2 separate regions of the Mus musculus genome follow, and region 2 is linked to region 1. A link is a contact called in public Hi-C data. All regions are on one chromosome and are shown on one strand. The core of a region is the stretch at or near the end of the contact, and the rest is flanking DNA. Distances in the headings are between cores, read along the strand shown. Region 1 holds the start of AI662270 (expressed sequence AI662270). Region 2 has its middle 7.7 kb from the start of Gm38924.

Region 1 (6,340 bases), core at 1,698-4,197:
CCAGTAGTACAACCATCATAATGTGGCTATATTCTATTTTTCTTTAAGTGGATGATTACAATGACTATACATAAGAAAAAACATCTTTCCCAATACCCTCACATGATAAAATGTTTTATGTATTCTGGATAAGCAAAATAAAAACAAATTATTCTCAAGAACCCTTATACATTTGTAACTAACCAACTTGTGATATTGCCAAAGTGTAAGCAACCAAGATAATTCTCTCAAAATTATTGACACACGGCAATTATTTTATTATTCATCTTAAAATGTAATCTTATAAAAAAATCTTAAGAGTATCACAAACTTAAACCTTCATATAAAAATCATTTTTCCTATAAATCCTTAGGGTGCACATCTACTTATTAACAATTTTTTATTAAATCCTGTCAGGAATCTGAGGGTAAGATGGGTATAAGATCTTAGTCATCACCTTGATCACCAGCGCTGCTTCAGCCAAACAGGCATACCCACCTCAGCCAGTATTAGCTGGGTTGCCATTGTTCTTGTCCCTGACATCAAAAGGGTCTAGCTCAACTATCAAGAGTGTGCCTCTCTGAATTTCCAATTGTTCCCCACGGTTTTCTACTTCCAAGCCGCTAGCAAAAGCATCTTAGCCTAACTTTACTACAACCGACATTTCCACATTCTTTCTAAGAGTGCCGGACATTACCAGCAATCTACAGCTCTATGTCCTTTCTGAGGGTGGTGGTTGAATCAGTAATCTGCTCCAGCTGCAACACTTGAAAAAGAGCAATCACTATTCTTGATACCAATGATACTGTCCAGTGAGGGGCTGGCAGCCTTTTTGGAGTTTTCATGCAACTCACGGACCAAGAGGGATGTGGTGATCTTGAAGACGGTGAGCAGAGCAAAACTCCACAACAGCAAGAAGTCCTCAGGACAGTCGGGGTTCTGCCTCTTGATGTGGTTGTGCTAACCGGTGGGACAAATTCCATGAGTTCTAAGGCTATTTGGTTTTCCTCCTGCATGGAACCAAACATTTGGGTATATATTTTCATTCATCTATCACAGAGGTTCTATTATCCTCCCTGTTCAACCCGAGAATCACAAGAGTCAGTTCCACAAGTTTTGAGTCAAAATTGAAGCAAGCAAATGGATAAAGTGCCTAGTTATCATATCAAACCAGACATGAGCTGCTAGTTTCTCCATGCATCCCTCAGTCCCTGCCAGTTCCAGGGCGTTCCTGGAAGGCATGTTCTGCTCCTACCCTGAACTCTCCAGCTCAGTGTTGGGCCACCTTTCCCCAACTGCACTTCCAATTCAACCATTTTGGTTACCAGACCCATCTCTCTCTCCTTTGGGCTTCCTGGCTGTTGTATTTTATAAAAAGAAAGAGAAGAAGGCAGGGATATGTTTGGTGGAGGCATAGTAAGGTGTTGGGGAAAGGGTCCCTTTGCTGGCTCATGCTGAGGCATCCCTTCCCCCTGAGGTACCAGCCACGGGATGGTATAATATAGAATAGAATGTAGGGCATAGGGATGTGAGTTGAGGGAGTAGAGACAGAGAAAGGCAGAGATAGTAGTGGCTGGCCATGAGCACGTGGAGAGTAGGGAGGGGAATGAGGAGAGGGAGGAAGTGAGTAAGGGAGCAAGGGCAAGAGGAGAAGAGCAGAGAGCAAAAGTGAGGAGGGGGCAAGCAGTCCCTTTTATAGTGAGTCAGGTATACCTGGCTGTTGCCAGAAACTGTGGGCAGAGCCTAGACAAAATGCCAACCCGGGCTGCTGCACCTGGTACCTCTCTTTCCTCCCTCCCTCTCCTCCATCTCCTAAAAAAGCTAGGGACATGTTCATTCTGGACGCTCCAAGAAGATTCTGCCCCGTGGCTCTGCCTCCCTTTCAATCCACAAACTTTCTCTTCCACTATACCTGGGACCAGTCCTCTTCCTTTCTTTTTATTTCTTTTTCTCATACACATGGCGCCGAAAACCAGGACCAGTCATGTTTTCTTTCTTTCTTTCTCTTTTTCATTCAGCCAAGATGAAGGATTTTGCCCAGAACCACTCCGGGTCCCCAGAAAATGGCGGCAGAGGTAGTTTGCAGAGTCATCTAAAGGCGTATACCCATAAAGCCATTTGGCTTTCCCATCAGGTCCAATTAGAAGCAAACACATATCTTTACGTACTTCCTGCTTTTGTACCCAACCCTCCCCCTTAATTCAGGCAGGGGCATGCATGTTTCCTCACTTACCAACTGGGGGCAGGCTCCTAGAAGAAACTTCCATGCCGATGTTTCAATGTTTCGTTTTGGTAACACAAACTAACAGGCAGCCACGAAAACTCTTGACCAAACTCAATGCAGTAAAGAGTGCATTTTATACAGGGCTTTTAATATGAAGTTTCCTCCCCCCCCCCCCCATCTAATATATAGGCTAACTTATAATTGGATTTTTAAAACCTTCAGGTTGGATTTTAAAGTTAGCCTGGATGCGGAGGAAGGAAGGGCCAGCCAGGCGATACAGAGGGACTCATGTGAGCCTTGTGGCAGAAACTAAAACCACATGCTGGTCTCCTTGTCCTTTCTTGACAGCCTTCAGGGAGGGTGACAGGAGCGGTTGCAGGAAGGATGTGATAAATCTCACATACATTCAAAACATTTCTCAGGCCTCATGGTTATTTTCTGTGTTTCCTTCTCTTGCTCTCCATGATCTGAGGATATTGTTCCTTCCGCACTGGTCAGTTTCTTCTAAAGAGGCCCCCCGTGTGATTTCAGTTATATAGCAGGACTTTCTGACCCAGAAGCAGTACAAATGATGACACAGAGGCTATCGGGTATTTTAAAGCTTAAGCCTATAGCTGGGCAGATTTCCAACCAACTTTCTAGTTCATCCCGATTTGTCCTGGCATTACCTTCCATGTGTGGCCAGCTCTGCGTCTCTGCTCCTGTTCAGGTCCATCTTTCATCTCCGAGGCCCCAGGCGACTTTGGCGCCTTTGCTTTCTTTTTCCAGAGTCCCTCCCCAGGAAGTTCTGCCCTCCACTCTCTGCCCAGCTATTGGCTGTCAGCTCTTTATTACAGCCAATAAGCAAGTAAAGAAGGTCTAATATTTACAAAATATAGGACCTCTGATAGGCCACAGAAATAATACTAAGAGGCAGGCAGATTTCTGAGTTCGAGGCCAGCCTGGTCTACAAAGTGAGTGCCAGTGACAGCCAGGGCTACACAGAGAAACCCTGTCTCGAAAAAAACAAAAAAACATAACAAAACAAAAAAACAAAAACAAAAAAACCCCGACAACAACAAAAAAAGAAATAATACCAAGATCCGGCTCGCACTCAGCTGTCTGGCTAGTGCTTAGTTTGCTGATGGTTTATCCCTCAACATTGAGTATATAGAGAGCCACCTTCACATAATGCACCCCTAACTCAACTACAAGGATTTTGCTTTTACCTTTGGTGCCAGATCGTTAGTCCTGGTTTTACTCAGTGCTGGCCAGTGGATGAAATCAAGAGTCATGACCTTTTGTCTTCTCTCTCCTGAGAAGATTCCATACAGCAAGCCTGTAAGCTCCTCTCAGTAGTCTTGGTCCGTATTTAATATTTCATAAATGTTTGCTTTAAATTTGGCCTGAAGTGGTTGCGTTCATTTTTTTTTTTCCCAGCAAAACCCAGTATAAACATAAACCCTGCAGATGCACTCAGGCGATGCTGGGAGGCAGAAATCAGAGTGGCCAAGGACCTGGCACAGTCATCAGTGTTCCAATGTCTAGTTGCACAGCTAAAGTGAGAATTCCCCAGGATGCCTGGTACTCCAGGGATTATGCAAGGATGCCTCTGAAACAGACTCCTGTCCATTACATTCTCCTTGTCAGACTGATGGAACCTCTATGAGACACTAGTCATTTGTTACAGTTGTCTTTGATGTCATGTATATTTTGGTCTCTTAAGTCAATATCTGATCCATCTTTGTGTGTTAAGACTTGGAAGGCTATGAAACTAGATGACACAAGAGGGACTGATGGACCTCTGAAGGAAAGAAGTCCAATCGTTACATGTCATTGTCCTCTCTTATGTATCTATCCTATGTTTGTATGTTCTGACTCAGGGCTGTAAGGCACAGCTGCACCCAGGGCTCCAGGTGGTGCCTAGCTCCACCTTCAGCTGCTTCTTGGGAGCAGGAAAACTGCATTGATAAAAACTTCACATCTCAGAACACTGAGTATGCATAAGGGGATGGGGTTGGATGAAGGATTCACAAGTAAATCCCCGGGCTCAATGGAGAGCTTTGTAAAACCTGGGGTCCCACATGGAAGCCAGGCACTGCCAAACTGCCTTGTCCCTCTTCTGCATCAGGCCAGAACCAGCTCCTGTCCAAGCTATGGATGAGTCTGATTTCTACCCTGTATGTTTAGATGTGGATCTTATGTGTATGAATGTACATGACCATTGCATGCTAGTTTCTGCCTGGTCACGAATTCAAGAATAAATGTTATTTCTTATTCCTTCTGCCAGTTACTTGTGCTCAGAATTCACCTCTGGTTTTCCTGAACACTGGATTTAATATAATAGAAATTCAAATGTTGTTTAAATATGGGTAATATTCAAATTGTTCTATAATGTTCTTCGTTATTGCTGGCTCTGAAAGTGGGTTATAGCTCACCTTTTTCAGACCCAGGCATGATTTTAAACTCCAGGGTCAAATACTAAAAGGATTGACTTATAAATTATCAGATATGGTTAAAAAAATCTATAATATCTATAACAAAGAATTAAGTTAAAGCTAGTAGTAGGTTGAGCCATTAAAAGCTTATACTTCAATATATTTAAAACATGCTGCATGATTCTACTCTGGGACATAAGCAACATGTGGCTGTCACAGACTTGACTGTGAGATAAGGCAGTGTCCTGTATGATTTAGTTTGTTGGGAGGTGCCTGTGGCTCAAGGGTGTCAGCAGATTCCAGGTTCTGCATTTTTATTGTTGTTTTTCATTTTAAGTACAGAGCATCGTGGTCACAAAAGTTCACTTTACAATTTCATCATCACTAGGAATCTAACCACAATTATGATCCCAATGTTTGTTTTAGGAAAACAGTTGGTTCTAAGATGATGTAATATGTTATATACCCATTAGATGGGGATATTACTTTTTCTTTTCAAAAATAGATGTTGGATTGGGGAGATGAATCCAAAATTAAATCAAAATTACAAATATATTTTTTAAAGATTTACTTATTTTACTAATACGAGTACACTGTAGCTGTCTTCAGACACACTAGAAGAGGGCATTGGATCCCATTACAGATGGTTGTGAGCCACCATGTCATTGCTGGGACTTGACCACAGGAAGAGCAGTCAGTGATATTAACCGCTGAACCATCTCTCCAGGTCCACAAATATATTAAGAATGTCAAAACTGTGTTTACTTACTTACTTGGATGTTATGTTATGGATGAGTGTTTGCCTGAATGTATGTAAATGACCCACATGCATGCCTCAGGCTCGCTGTGGACCAAAGAGTGTAATGGATCCCAGAAACTTGAATTACAGATGGTTGTGAGTTGCCATGTGAGTGCTGGGAATACAAGCCTGGTTCTCTGGGAGAGCAGCCAGTGCTCTTTACTGCTGAACACTTGCTTCTGCTCCTAAAATGTAGCATTATAAAAAATTAGCAGTGCTTAAATGTATCTGTATGCAGTTGTGGGGCTGGGTGTTCACAGCTACACCACCATGTGGCAGTCAGAAGACAACTGGCTTGAGTCAATTTCTCTCTCTCCTGCACAGAGATCCCTGGGGCTGGGCTCCTCAGGCAAGGTGGCAGCTGCCTCCATCCACTGAGCCATCACTTCACTGGCTCCCACTCATAAGTCTTTCCCCAAGGTTTGTCCTGTTGACCTGAAAACCTGACTCTGCAGCCAAGCATGCCATTACTAGGACTCCTTGCTTTTTCTTAGTCCATGTCACTACCCAGGTCCTTGCCCCACACTGTTACAGCCATCCTTTACTTGGCTTCCTCCTTCTGACTTTCCTATGTTAATGGAGCTCCTGAACTGCCACCCAAAGAGGCTCTCTTTAGGCAGGCAGCTGCTGCTTTTGTTGAAACTCTCTGCCAATGATCTCCCATGAGTTCCAGCAGCCTCGAGAGTGCAACAACTTCCTAGTTCATCCATGATGTACCCCACAACTGTCATGACTTCACACTGATGTCACCTCCATGAAACAAGTGTTTCTAACGTGTCTCAGCCCCAGTGGCTGTTGTGTGAAGGAAGAATGGTTAGGTGTCCTTTAGACCAGCTACTGTGACAAGTGTCAATAGGTGCTCATGCAGCTGTGATAATGTGTCTTCTCACTTCCTTGGTCTTCAAAGGTCTAAGCCACAAT
Region 2 (6,340 bases), core at 1,010-3,509, 39 kb before region 1:
TTCCAATTTTTTATTAGGTATTTACTTCATTTGCATTTCAAATGCTATCTCGAAAGTCCCCTATACCCTCCCCCCTGCTCCCCTACTCACCCACTCCCACTTCTTGGTCCTGGCGTTCCCCTGTACTGAAGCATATAAAGTTTGCAAGACCAAGGAACCTCTCTTCCCAGTGATGGCCGACTAGGCCATCTTCTGCTACATATGCAGCTAGAGACACGAGCTCCGGGGGTACTGGTTAGTTCATATTGTTGTTCCACCTATAGAGTTGCAGACCCCTTCAGCTCCTTGGGTATTTTCTCTAGCTCCTCCACTGGGGGCCCTCCACTTAATTTTGACACAATCAGAACCTTGCCTCTGTGATTTTGGACACTTGTAAAGTAGTCCTTCTTCAGGTTATAAAATACAAACCACAGGTTTAGCAGCAGTAGCACACAGGGCTGAGCAGCAGCACCATGACAACATTGCCTTACCATACTGCTTACTTCATCATTCACTCTGTGAACTTTTCTAGAAAGAATTTCTTCCATGCCTTAAAGGCACCATGGATTTCATCAGTGAGAGGGACTGGCTGCAGGGGTGGTGGTGGTAGATAGATAGGGACACTTGGCTTTTACTTGTTTGTTTGCATGCTTTGAGATAGAGTCCTTTGCATAACCCTGGCTCTCCCGGAACTCTCTACATGGACAGGAATGGTCAGCCTCTCTTCAAGTACTGGGATTAGGGTCATGGACCACATGCCCAGCTCAGGGACACATTTTCAAAACCATGTTTTATCATTGCCTTCTTGAACAGCCAATCCCTTTCCCACATTTTGGTTTTTGTTGCTGTGTAGTTATTCAAAGACACACTTTTGATATTTTCTTTAGAATCAGTTTAGAATCAGAAAAGACTGTCACATACGTAAAAATATTACCATACCATAGTAATTTTTCATATAAATCACAATTTATGACATTCTTCACAAAGTTAACTACTGATACTTGTGGAAATAAGCAAGGGGCCCTTGAGCAGGTGAGTGGATGAGGAAATCATAGCATGTGCACAATTAAGCTCCCTGCATGCTCAGCCTGAACTGAGAGTTTACTCATCCATAAGGAAGAATGAAAAGCATCATTACAGGAAAATGGGTGGAACCGAGGATTATATGTCATGAAATCATACAGAAAGACAAGTATTGGACATTTACTCTCACATGCGGTATACAGCTTTTTGAAAAGATTTTTAAAAATTTTATTTTTATTCTATGGACATCATTGGTGTTTTGCCTGCATGTGTGAGGGAGTCAAATCCCCTAAAACAGGAGTTACAGACTGTTGTGAGCTGCCATGTGGATGCTGGGAAGTAAACTGGGATCCTTTGGAAGAGCAGTCAGTGTTCTTAACTACTGAGCCATTCTTCCAGCCCCATCATATAGCTTTTAAAGGGTATGAAAGCACAAGGGAGACTTATGTAGAAAGAGACTTATGTCCCTCATGTAGGTGAAGGGACAAGGGAGGGTAAAGAGGAACCCTATGACCAAAGGGCATTCCACAGATGATAATATCACATTGAAACACTTAATTCAGTGCAATTTAATACCAATTAATAAGAAAGAGGGTCATGAGATTGGAAAAACATTACCATCAACAATACATAAACTTTGCTTCTGACTTTCTGTTTGAGGTCTTTGGAAGCTGTAGTTGCTTTTGCTGTTTGAACACTAGGGGGCAAACACAGCTAAAATGACAACGACAGAACCAGCCTCACAGGGTAGGGAGTATGGTTGGAAGGTTAAGGTGGTGCAATACAATGACTTGGCCAATATCACACAAATGCAACTTTTCTTGTGGGGCCACTGTTGTTGGGTACCCTTCAGGAACTCCTTTGTCTCCAGGAGCTGAGTTTGCGTGAGTCACTGGTGCTCTCAGTGTCGTCCCAAAGTTGTGCTCAGTTTGTGAGAACCCCAAAGAGGCCACCAGGAACCACAATTCCGATGCAAGCACATGAGAGTCTTTATTCAAGATCAATCTGGGACCACTCTCCTGTCCTGTTGCATCAGGAAGGTTTGTCCTTTCCTAGGGGAAGGAAAAAAGAAACTACAAGCAGGGGTTTCCAAGTCTTGGCATTACATGAGAGGGTAAAGGAATGTTGGCCTTTAAGCTAGTTGTTTTACAGCACCTGGTCAAACCACAAGAAGGGAGCATACATCAAAAAAAGAGTGTCTTCACTTGGGAACAACTTAGGTTTTCTTAGCCCACTCTGTTGTTATCAGCCAGCTGCAGCTGCTGTATCTATTTTGTAACTGCCAGAAACATTTCTTGATTTTCTCAGACCTCAAGGGTGGGGTCCATGCCTCTCTAAGGGCAAGTTTTAACTTAGAATGGAGTCTTAAAAACAAAATGGAGTTTATTCTGCTTCCTCAGTCCCTTCACCAATGTAAGCGCACAGGACTCTTTTATGCATTGTATATGTGTAACTCTTTGGTTTCAGTGGGCTGTGTGTGTTGTTTTCAAAATTTTTGTAGGCATGTTTGGTGCCTTTGGAGCCCAGAAGATGACATTAGGATAACTGACTTGGAGTTACAAATGGTTTGTGAGTTGTCCTTTGGGTGCTAGGAATAGACTCCAGTCCTGTAGAAGAGAAGCCAGGGTTCTGAATTGCTAACCCATATATCCAGCCTGTGTCTCTTTGTCTTCCTTCCTTCCTTCCTTCCTTCCTTCCTTCCTTCCTTCCTTCCTTCCTTCCTTCCTTCCTTCCTTCCTTCCTTTTTTCCTTCCTTTTATCTTCCTTCCTATCTCCTTCTTTTGTTTACTAAGATAAATGCTATGTATTCAAAGTGTTGAATAGACATATGAAATATGTACATGTTATGGGATGGCTAAATTACGTGAATTGATATCTATATTACTCCATCCCAACATGCATGGGATTTGAACTCAAGACCTTCGGAAGAGCAGTCAGTGCTCTTACCCGCTGAGTCATCTCACCAGCCCAAGACAAAGATTTCTGATCAAGGCTCAAAGTTCAACTTTCAGCTCTATGTTTGTATAGGGGAAACCCAAAGACCCATCCTTTGTTTCAGCTGGATTATGTTGCTTTATTTCAGCTGAACAATGCTGTAAAGCAAGCTCAGTGGGCAGTCTGCTTCTGCAGGAAAACTGCAGGTGAGGCAAGGTGGAAGACCTCTACACAGACTGGAAGACTCCACCCTAGTCAGCGGAAGACCAACCTCGGCAAACAATTAAGGTCTATTTTGCTTACTTAAGGCTGGGGGAAGGACACAAGAACTCGATGACATGAATGTAAAAAACCACAGCCTATCAAACTGTAAATGAACAATATCGATCTATATTGGCATCTTAATGTCGTACTATCAATACTTCATAGGCAACAACCTGACAAATCATTTTCTTTGTTGAAATCTCTAGGAAGAGTGTCTTCTGTGCATTAAAGGCACCATGTATTTCATCAGCTGTTGGAAGCTGACTCCTAGCAGAAAGTGACTATCATCTCTGCAGCCATCTCAGGCTATTTACTTACAGGTTGCCACACCACCTCCAGTAAGGATCTGTGTGACAAGTTCCACAGGCTGAGGAGTTTGACCTCAAAAGGGGGAGGCCTCCTGGAACCGGTTGTGGAACTCTTCGCTGGAGAAAAATTATTGAGCCATAGTTCTCTTGGCTACTTATCTGTTTTACGTTTTCTATTCCTTTTCCTATATACGAGATGTTCCTGATAGCCTAGGCCAAATCTTAAGCGAGTATTATGGCTACAAAACCATCCCTTGAAATGGAGTCACTAGACATGACCTCATCTCCGGGAAAACCAGCGCTTCACTTTATAAATCATGTATAAGATAGTATTGATAAATATAAACTTTCCCAACAATAATATTTTATATGGCTGCACGTGTGTCATCAGAAGTAGGTTTTGGTATCTTGTTTAAGAAAGCCTTAAATAGGGGCTGGAGAGATGGCTCAGCGGGTAAGAGCACTGGCTGCTTTTCTGAAGGTCCTGAGTTCAAATCGAAGCCACCACATGGTGGTTCACAACCATCTGTAATGAGATCTGACTCCCTCTTCTGGAGTGTCTGAAGACAGGTAGAGTGTACTCACATATAATAAATAAATAAATCTTTTAAAAAAGACAGCCTTTAATAAGAAGAATTAAAACAGTTTAAATTTATGTTTTTTTTCCATTTTTTATTAGGTATTTAGCTCATTTACATTTCCAATGCTATACCAAAAGTCCCCCATACCCACCCTAAATTTATGTTTTGAAGAGTTACAGAAGAACAGGAACTAGAGGTTTTTGTAAGAAGCTCACCATAGCTGAATACACTCTGATAACATCTTGTTTTCCTTAAACACATCCTGGACTTTTGGCTAGGTGTCTCCAGTTGCAGTCCCCAGTGTGTGCTTATATACCCATAGTTGCCTTTCAATAAACAAGACTTGATCAGATAGCCTGTCTTGTCTCCATTCTTCCTGTCTTTTGCCCCTCCATCCCCACTCTCATCCTTGCAGACCCCGTTGACTGACCCCTGGATCGGGTCAATCAGCAAGAAGGAGTTAGGCTACACATGTTACACAGGACTTCAGCAAAGCCTTCTCTAAGTCCCTTACTGTCTTGATTGTCAGATAATATTTTTGGGGGTAACGTATTTTTGAGCTTGAATCATAAAGACACACTGTCTTATGACCCAAGTACATTATCTTGACTATAACACCTATTTTCGAAGGGGAATCACTATGGTTTACAAGTGTATGCTTTAGTGTTAGGGCAGTTTGTTTATAATAGCCCTTTAACTCAGCGCCTAGTTCCCCCAGAAGGATGCTGTTGTCTTCCAGGTCCTCATCTCCCCGGACAAAGCCATGCAGGGTCAGGAGACTGCCTTGGGAAATATGAAGTGCATCCCAGATGACTCCCTGCTTCTCTTGCAAGCCCAGATCCATAGCCAAGCTCTTAGAGACAACCAGTTTTCCTCTAAGTGAGCCCAACTCTGTCCGGACTAACTGCTCATAGCCTTCATGTAGTGAGAATGGTTTCATGCAGAGGGCTTCTGGAGAGCATATCACCTTTCCAGGCATCTCTAGACAAGAAAAGAAACATAACAAATTAAAAAAGTAAAATGCCTGGAATGTCAGGTATGACACATAACCAAGCAGTTTGTAAATTCCACACTTTGCAGCCCAACCGAGAAGGTGAACACAAGATACCAAACACTGATTCAAGAACTGGAAGGAGGCAGATGAAGGGGGACTTGGACACTCAAACTGCCAAAGAGGGAGCCATGGAAGCAGCTGAACACTCACAGTCTCAGAGGCTTGTTCTGGGGAACTCCATGGATGAGAAGAATCAGGGGAGCAAAGGACAGGCTAATGTTGAGGACAGAACAGTCAGGTGATGAAACAGGAGAAAAGCATGGAGAAATGGGGAGGCTCCACAGAGCAAAGCGGGGAGCAGAGCACATTGCCAGAGCTCCAGGGATGGGGTAGAGGATGCATCAGAGTGGATCACAAGGGAGGCTAGACTTCCCTGGTGAGTACAGACTGGCAGTCCCAGCCATAAGATAGCATACAGTTCTTTAAAGACTTGTATTTAGTAAAGGAATTCGAAGGGATCTTCTACTGACAGATTAGAGTCACAGAGGAAATTCCTTTTGCTTGTCTCCTTATGGTGAGAATGTCACATGTTGCCAGGTGTTTTGTGTGTGTGTGTGTGTGTGTGTGTGTGTGTGTGTGTGTGTGTGTAAACCAAGTTACTGGAGGGACATGAAAACAAGTAACACTCCCAGTGTAGGAGCTTGGAGACATCTTTCACCTCAGAGCCCAGTTGAGCAAGGAGGCTGGAACCTAAGTCACAGCAACCAACCTAGGCAGCCACGGTGAAACTACCTGGAAGGTGAGCACTCTGTTGAGCAGCATTAGGATTGCCATAAGGAAAGCAGCTAAAGGGACTGTGTGGCAGTCTGCTTGATTGAAGAGTGTATTTGTCTTGTCTGGAAAGACCTGAGAAGACAAAGGTAATTTTAAATTTCCATAGGGCATGCTATTCAATAACTATTGCAAGTGCATCGAAAGTCTCAGTTGAACTGAAGTCAAATACAAATTCCAAAATTACACTTTGATGTTAATGAAGTCCTCTACACAACCCTAAATACAAAAAAAGTAACAGTAAGATGTGCATTAATACTAGTTCAATGTATTAATTAAGTGGATATGTTTTACTTTGTGCTACTTGGTTTTGTAAAATGAGACAGGGTCGCACACAGCCCAGAGTGGCAGCAAACTATGTAGCCAAGCATGAGCTTGACTTTCTGATCCATCTGCCTCCAGTTCCAAAGACTGTGGATCATAAG

Evidence for each region. Hi-C and Micro-C count contacts between places; a contact is called where the count stands out from the background.
Region 2: a contact with region 1 is called in a Hi-C map of double positive thymocytes, with 1.6 times the contacts expected there. The contact joins the enhancer-like site here to the promoter of AI662270 in region 1. A contact is called at or near these places in 2 of 15 datasets of contacts at CTCF or cohesin (CD8 T cells and the G1E-ER4 cell line), 20 of 484 Hi-C or Micro-C datasets (B cells, CD4 T cells, the CH12 cell line and 13 more) and 7 of 115 datasets of contacts at active chromatin or transcription factors (the HPC-7 cell line, the SCID.adh cell line, acute myeloid leukemia and 4 more).

The regions. Positions count from the first base shown.
Region 1 is chr11:83,220,183-83,226,522 of GRCm38.p6, reverse strand. AI662270 (expressed sequence AI662270) reads right to left here and starts at 2,947. Exons shown (of 4, transcript NR_015519.1): 1 at 2,872-2,947; 2 at 2,213-2,313; 3 at 1,892-2,071; 4 at 1-989.
Region 2 is chr11:83,258,775-83,265,114 of GRCm38.p6, reverse strand. It overlaps the pseudogene Gm11427. Among named protein-coding and RNA genes, the nearest start is that of Gm38924, 7.7 kb to the right of the region's middle. Within about 2 kb of position 2,259, at least 21 of the 459 cell types and tissues checked have an H3K27ac peak or open chromatin away from gene starts, as enhancers often do. A contact at or near this core is called in the G1E-ER4 cell line, the SCID.adh cell line, double positive thymocytes and 1 more, where this site is marked.